Regions from separate parts of the Drosophila melanogaster genome. Here region 1 is linked to region 2. The links are chromatin contacts, called in public Hi-C maps. All regions are on one chromosome and are shown on one strand. The core of a region is the stretch at or near the end of the contact, and the rest is flanking DNA. Distances in the headings are between cores, read along the strand shown. Region 1 holds the start of ttk (tramtrack). Region 2 holds the start of heca (headcase).

Region 1 (3,571 bases), core at 896-3,395, 1.4 Mb after region 2:
GACTCGCCCTCGCCTTGTGGAGAGTTTTTAATTAAAAGCAAATTTCATCTCAAATAATGCCGCTAAGCCAGCAACAACAATTAAGCAATTAATTTATTTCAGCTGTGTGGCACTTTGAATAGCGGGAAAAAATCCAAGCCGAGTAGTAAATGGCCCGGCAGGCGGCCAGATCGGATCAAACCTGTTGAATCGCGGTCCCAGAACAGAACAGTTCTGGGCAGTTCCCCTTCGAGAGAGAGTGCTTAGCCAAGCGGGTATACCAGATACTCGTCCCGTCCACTGACCGTATTTCACGAGGCAATGCAAATTGTCTGGCTACAGAGCGGGGTTAAAAGGGGTGGGCCCTAGGCAACCGAGGGATGCATTTGGATCGCCCTGCTGAATCACTTCAGCGGTGATTCATGCCGAGAATAAACGTAATTGTCTGTGGGCTCCATCGAAATTAGTTTCCAAGCTAATGTAAGCTTGCGAAACAATAAAATGGTGTGCAAGGAAAGATCAATGGAGGGTATGGCGGGTTATGCAAGCCAATTTTTCACCAGTCGTATAACTTGCTCAAAGCTATCCCCATACTACACGCTTTCATAACAGAGGGTCCACATATGTAGATATGTTTAAAACCAAACCTAACTAACCGATTGTACTTAAAGAAAGCGATTAAGGCTTCCATTATCAGCGTATAAAGAGAGAGATAACGGCCTTCCTAGACATGTCTTATCTGTCGCCCAAGTCTGGTCCCTCAATCCTTTTCCACTATCAGCGGTGCCAAAGTCAAAGAACTCCCATATCTATGCCAGATATATAATCTTAGATGCGGGGAACTGTTGCCGTTTCCCAAGAACACGCATTGATTGACGGTCTTTCCCATGCATGCCTAATGATCCTTCAAATGGGCCCTAATAACGACCAGCCCCCCTTGGGATCGGATCAGGTAACGCCCCGTCCCGGGGGTTACCCAAAAAGCGACACGCTCCCAAGACCCATCAGGCAGTTGACCAGTGGGTTACGTGTGCCATCGTGCACAGCAAAACTAGTGTATAAAGTTTATATTATCTAAGGTAGCGATATTTTCTAAAACGTAAAGAAACAATTACGTTGCAAACAATTCTCTCAGTGCAGGGCAACCCCAGCAACAATTATTCAACTTAAAGTCGGTGCAGCGGGGAAAACATGGAATCATTTCGGTTTCAGTTAGAAGTGTGCGCGAGCGTTCTCGAAAGGGGCGCTGGGGGGCGGGGCAGTCGGTGGGAGGTTGAGCGAATAAGAGAGTCGAGCATACGAGGCACGCTTTTCCGATCAAACCAGTTTGTCGTAATAGCTGGCATTTGGAATTAGTTACTGCCGATATATTGCTGCACTTGGAATGCGCCCAGATAGAAATTCCCGCACCACGCCCCTCGGCGACGATCCTCCCCTTTGAATAGAGAGTTGACTATTTTTAGCGGGCACCAGAACTTCATTAAAATACAATCAATTTGCAAGTGCAGCGCGGAGAAAATAACAAACAAGCACCAGCCACCCACTCTCTCTTTCTCCTCTCTCTCCCCCCCCCCCTCTCTCACACTCTTCCATACTCCGGTGTTCCCAAAGAGAGCGGAGAGATGGCATTTATGCTGAGCAGGCACAAGCAGAGAGGTGAAGATGGGACTGAAGAAGAAGCAGCCGCTGTGTCGGCAGAATGAAAACGAGGACGACCAAACTGCATTGTTGTCATATTTCGTAATACGCTGATGCAGCAGAGAAGCGAAGGGGTGGTGGGCGCAGAGGTGGAGCAGCAGGTCACGGCGGTGAGAGAGAGCGAGAGCGCAGGAGACTTGTTTTCAACACCAGCTTATCAGCGGGAGAGCGCGAGAAGAAAGAGCATAAGGGCAGAGCGCCAACGCAGCGGCGAAATGGAAATGTCAAGTTGGGACTGCGCTCTCCCTCGCTCTCGCTGCCAGCAGCGGCTGCGCTGTTCTCTTAACCATTTGGAGCCCCATTCAAATGTTCGATTCTTGCCATTCCATTTCGTCCGCTCATCCGTCCACATCCACTTGCGTTTTTGGTGCCCTGCGAGCGGGAGAGCAATGTGAAACGGGAGCACTACAAATACCGCCCACTACCACTACCAATTCCCATACTCCCATATTCCATGCTATTCCCAGCTCAGTTCGTGCCGTGTGATCAAAGCTTTCGGTAAGGCTTCGGCTCGGCTTTGTGTATCCACCTTAGCGGCTCTCTGTGGTGCTCGTTCTGCCTCTCTCTCTCTCTCGGTTTTGGGGCTCAGCTCAGGGACAACAAATGCGGTAAAATGGCTTCTGCGTCGACGTCGACATCCCTGCCGTTTCAGTTCTGATTGGAGGTTCGTGCGCGGCGTTTCCTCAGCTGATTTCTTTGCCTTTTGCCTTTTCGCAACCCGCTTTCGGCTCCGTGTTCGCCTCGGTTGCCAATTACGTGTAACCAACAACAAGAGAAGAAACAGAAACAACAACAAGTACTTTCGAGTGTTGCAAGCCTTCTTCCGCCGAAGAAACCGCAAAACGGATTACCAAGAATATTTGTAAAATTGGTAAGTGGTGAGATTATCCACGAAATAGTCTTCGAAAAAGGTCAAATCATCAAGTGTTCAAATTTAAACGACAAGTTTAAGTATTCTTATTACCTTCTTAAGACTTATCTTGAATCTCAGATGAGGATTTTATTGATTAAGATTCAAAAGTTCTTTAACTGGCTTTTGTTTCTGGAGTCCGTAGTGATTTTTTTAAAGATTTGAATGTTCACTGAATTATATTTTTGGATTAGAATCTAATCACTTTAAACAGGACATCGCAGGAGTCGAAAACAATTGATGACAAAATCAGCAGTTAATAGCTTTTGGATTACAGAATTATAGCAATAAAAGCCTGACAAATTGGCCAAGGGTCGTTTTGGAAATCTAGCAGTCTTAAAAGCCTAGCAGATACATTTTCTTCTAACAATTTCCCGCTCACACGCTCAGTACATGCACCAACACACGCCTATTGGAAAGACGCTTTTGTATCCAACTTATACAGATAGTGGTACAGCCACAGATACAAATGCACACATGCCGTATACGGCACATGGGGAGTAATGCCGCCACACTAGATACCAGATACTAGATACATAGATTCGTCCGCCGCTTATTTGTCGGTCGTGCTTCAGTGATCTCTGTCATTTGCAGTTGCCCATTTCCTTTTTTATCCCCCACTTCCACATCCAGTCGTCATTCGCCCGGCGCACCCCTTTTGATCACTCTTCCAGTTCCAGTGCCTTCTGGTGGCTTCCAGTGGCTGCAACACTTGCGGTGTTTTTCTGAATGAACCAATGGAGTGAATGTGTGAATGAGTAATCCATGTACGCAACATGTTTGCACTGCACAAATTATTTGGACTCAATGTATTGATTGTGTAACTCGGCTTTACGTTTATTTAATCGCAATAACTAAAGTGAGCTACAACTCTATACGTTGGTTACTATTCTTGGGAGGAAGGAAACCTGACAACCCTGGCCAAGGGGCAACTCTACACTTGCACCTGTGCTCCACGCTAAGCCACAAATTCAATTATGCAAA
Region 2 (3,682 bases), core at 68-2,567:
TAGTCATAATACAAAAGTTACCTGCGATATTCGTAATCTTAGGACTAATATCAACAATTTAACTATTACAATTATTCATACATATGTACATACTTGTTTCAATTGAAAGCAGTAATAGGTCTGCGTATTCAAGTTTTAATTGGTTGTTTTAATTCAAGGTAGGGTATCTTCAACTCTTTTTCGTTCAATGTTTTAATTCTCTTCCTTTTTGTCTCTGCCACTTTTATTGCCAGCACTCGCATGCATTCATTGTATTTGTATTTTTGTGCAAATGTGCTTGCGAATATATAGGGGATTATATAGATACGTTTGTATGTAAATATATAACAGCAATCGAAGCGTGCGACAGAGAACGGCAGTTCCGACAGAGGGAGATGGAGACATCGAACGGCATTTCCACTTCCACTGGAATTAAAAGATTAGCCACGGAAAGCAAAAGTGCGCTGCAAGTTCGAGTTCCAGCGACTCGGCAACCCTGTTTTCATGTTGTTTACTTTGCCGGTTTCTGGCACAAACACATATGCACGCTCCATGCATGTGGAACAGAGCCAACGCGCTCGACGTTCGCATGGCAACTGCAGTCGAACATGTTGGAGGGGAAACGACCGGCTTCGAACTTGATTCGAACCAGCTTCGAGCCGCAACGAAAGTGAATTTTGGCGAATCATCGAGAGCTCCTAATTGTAAATGAAATGGATGTAAAATCTAAAAATTCTAATAAATAATTAAATTTAGATTATTTAATAATAATCGAATTCATTTAATTTTGGAACCAAAACATAGGGAGAAATATATATTCCTTTTTGGCTATAAAGTTAGAAACATGTTATTATTATTCTTATTAGTTTAAAGAAAATACGGCTTGATAGAAACATTTTCTATGGAAATGAAGCTTATTAACAAAAGTCTAAACTCCTACATATATTTTTAAGACATTTAATCTAATCAAGTATGTAACTGCTATCAAAAGTTCCGTTGTAAAGTGGGAAAATGTACCAAATTCTGGCCTACAGTGGAAAATTCTAGTGAATTAGACACTTTTTTTGTAGCCCCTTCCGCAATTTTCCCCCACCATTTCTCATTTTAGCGCCAAAAATCTGTTCAGTTTTCCACCGAATGAAAAGCGAGCGGTTGGCGGCGGTGGTGGAAAGTGAAAACCAGCCAACCACCACCCACCAACCCCGAAAAACGGAATGAAGAAGTGCGGAAAATCGGAGTGGAGGAAAACTCCAACTTCGCTGCCAATGCCAAGCAGCGACGCCGGCAGCGATGTTCGACGCGCGATGTTCGAACGCGGCGAGCAAGCACAGACCAAAAACAGTTTGAATTTCGCTTTCGATCTGGTTGGTTGTGTTTTTTGGCTTCTCTCTGCGTGCGCCGCTCGTGGTGGGAAAAAACGGAAAACAGGAGAACTAGCAAAACCGAATAAATCGAAGAGGAACACTCCAGTTTACAATTGTCCTGCGACTAAAAACCAATCGGAAATTTACACTATCCTCTAATCCTTTTTGTTTGCCGGCAAAAAAATAAGAGGCGCAAAGAAATAAACGCAGAAAGCGAAGCAAAATGTGAAAAATTGCCGAACATGGCGCCGCGTGTGTGAATGAGAGCGAACGATCGTGTGAGAGGGAGATAGGGACGAAGCGAAGATAAACAATAAAAAAAAAACAATTTTTGATACTTAAAGTTCTACAACAACAATAAACTCAGCTCAGGTACAACAACAAAACAGAAAATTACGCAAAACACAACAGACTGCATTGACGGGAATTTTTCGAAGTATTTTTGATACACACAGCAAGGAGGTGTACAATTTTTAAAGCAATAAGTGAAAGCAATTACCCATCAAGTTAAAAATAATACCAATCTCGGTAGAAACCCACTCGGAAAATCCAACTGAAAACAATTGAAAAAGGCAACCGAAAAGTTAAAACCTAAACAGACTAAATCGCTAAAATAACAAGCATTTACTATACACAAAAAAATTAAATTCCGTATAAAATCAGACTTTTGTCTGCAAAATTTCTAAAAATTTACAAAAACCCACTAAAATTCACGAAAACTCACTGGATCTGCCAAAACCATCAGTTGAAATATATTCTGGAATCGGTTCAAAAATAAATAAATATATGCCAGCAGCATTTATATAGACCGCAAATCGCACCATAAAATCGCGAAAAAATCAACAAGCAATATTTTGAAATTCATAATCGTTGGCAAAATGCTGATTCGAAATAGAGATTGAGGATTCTCGAGGACAGCCAACCCAGCCAACCAACCAAGTTTTTCGCCGCAACGAGTGCATATTAAGAGGAAAAAACACAAATTTATGGCTCCGCGTCGCAACAGCAACATCAGCAGCAGCGGCAACAGCACCCAGCAGCAGCACCAGCAACAGTTGCAGCAGCAGCACCAGACGCAGCAGCATCAACTGCTGCAGTTCTACGCGGAGAACGTGAATTCTTCAGGCGTCCTAATGGCGCCCATGCAGGGAACCGGTGGCGTTGGCGGCGTTGGCGGCGGGGGCATGGTCCACTGCTGCCTGCCCAGCGGAGACTGTCGCAAACTGGACACCCTGATACACCTGAACGAGCTCTCCCTGGCGGACTGCATCCGTGTGCTGTGCAACAACGAGAACTGCAGCGCAGGCCAGTACATGCATCGCGAGTGCTTCGAGTGGTGGGAGGCGAGCGTGCTGCAGGCACTGAAGGCCAACGGTCGTGCTCGATCCTGGTCGGAGCGGCAGCGTCTGCAGCACCTGTGGACCAAGAAGGGCTACGAGCTGGTCCAGAAGGCCTGCAGCTGCAAGTGCGGCAGGGGACAATTGCGCAAGGACCTCGACTGGGTGCCGCCGAGCAGCCAGGGCGTCATATACCTCAACGGGTCTGGCAACCGGCCCACTCTGGCCAATGGCAGCCTCAGCGAGGACGACGACAAGAAGAAGGCCAAGAAGAAGAGGAACCGCAACAACAACAACAACAACGGCGGCGGCGGTGGTGGTGGTGCTGGTGTCAATGGCAACACCAAAACCCCCTTGAGCAACAACAACGGCAACAGCTACGCCGGACTCACGCCCAATCCCAATGTGGGCGTCATAGGGTCGGGTTTGCCCCACAACAACGGCAACACCGCCAGCAATGGCAGCAGTGGCAACAACGGCTCCTCCGGCGTTCTGCAGACCAGTGCGCTGGCCACTTTCAGCAACATCCTCAATACGAACAATGTCCTCGGCCTGGACCTGCGCGCCAGGGCTGGCAGCCTATCCTCCAGTGGAGCTGGCAGTGGATCCACCTCGCCCTCGGACTCCCAGTCCAGTGGCGAGATATCCGTGTCGCCGGTGCAGCAATTGCTGCCACAGCAGCAGCAGCAACAGCAGCAGTCGCTGCTGATCCAGCCTCTGGGTCCAGCTTTCGGCAGCAACCTTTTGCAAAATGGATTGGGCTTGTCCAAGAATCTGCTGATTGCTCCCCAGCAGCAGCAGCAGCAGCAGCTGCAACAACAACAGCAGCAGCAGAATAACCTGCCTGCTTTGGCCAATATCAGCAACTTCAAGCCATTGGCCAGCTACGAGCAGCAGCAACTTGTGCAGCAGCAGAAGAACAAGGAGGTCGAACTCTATTCCGATCGAGTGCGGTAAGTACAAGATATCATCATGATAACCATATAGATTATAAGGAGCTAT

What was found. Hi-C and Micro-C count contacts between places; a contact is called where the count stands out from the background.
Region 1: a contact with region 2 is called in a Hi-C map of the Kc167 cell line, with 2.3 times the contacts expected there. A contact is called at or near these places in 5 of 107 Hi-C or Micro-C datasets (the Kc167 cell line, the S2 cell line, eye imaginal disc and 1 more).

What each region holds. Positions count from the first base shown.
Region 1 is chr3R:31,711,722-31,715,292 of dm6, forward strand. ttk (tramtrack) reads left to right here and starts at 2,146. Exons shown (of 5, transcript NM_170566.3): 1 at 2,146-2,548.
Region 2 is chr3R:30,276,615-30,280,296 of dm6, forward strand. heca (headcase) reads left to right here and starts at 1,318. Exons shown (of 6, transcript NM_001276174.1): 1 at 1,318-3,633. The coding sequence starts at 2,330.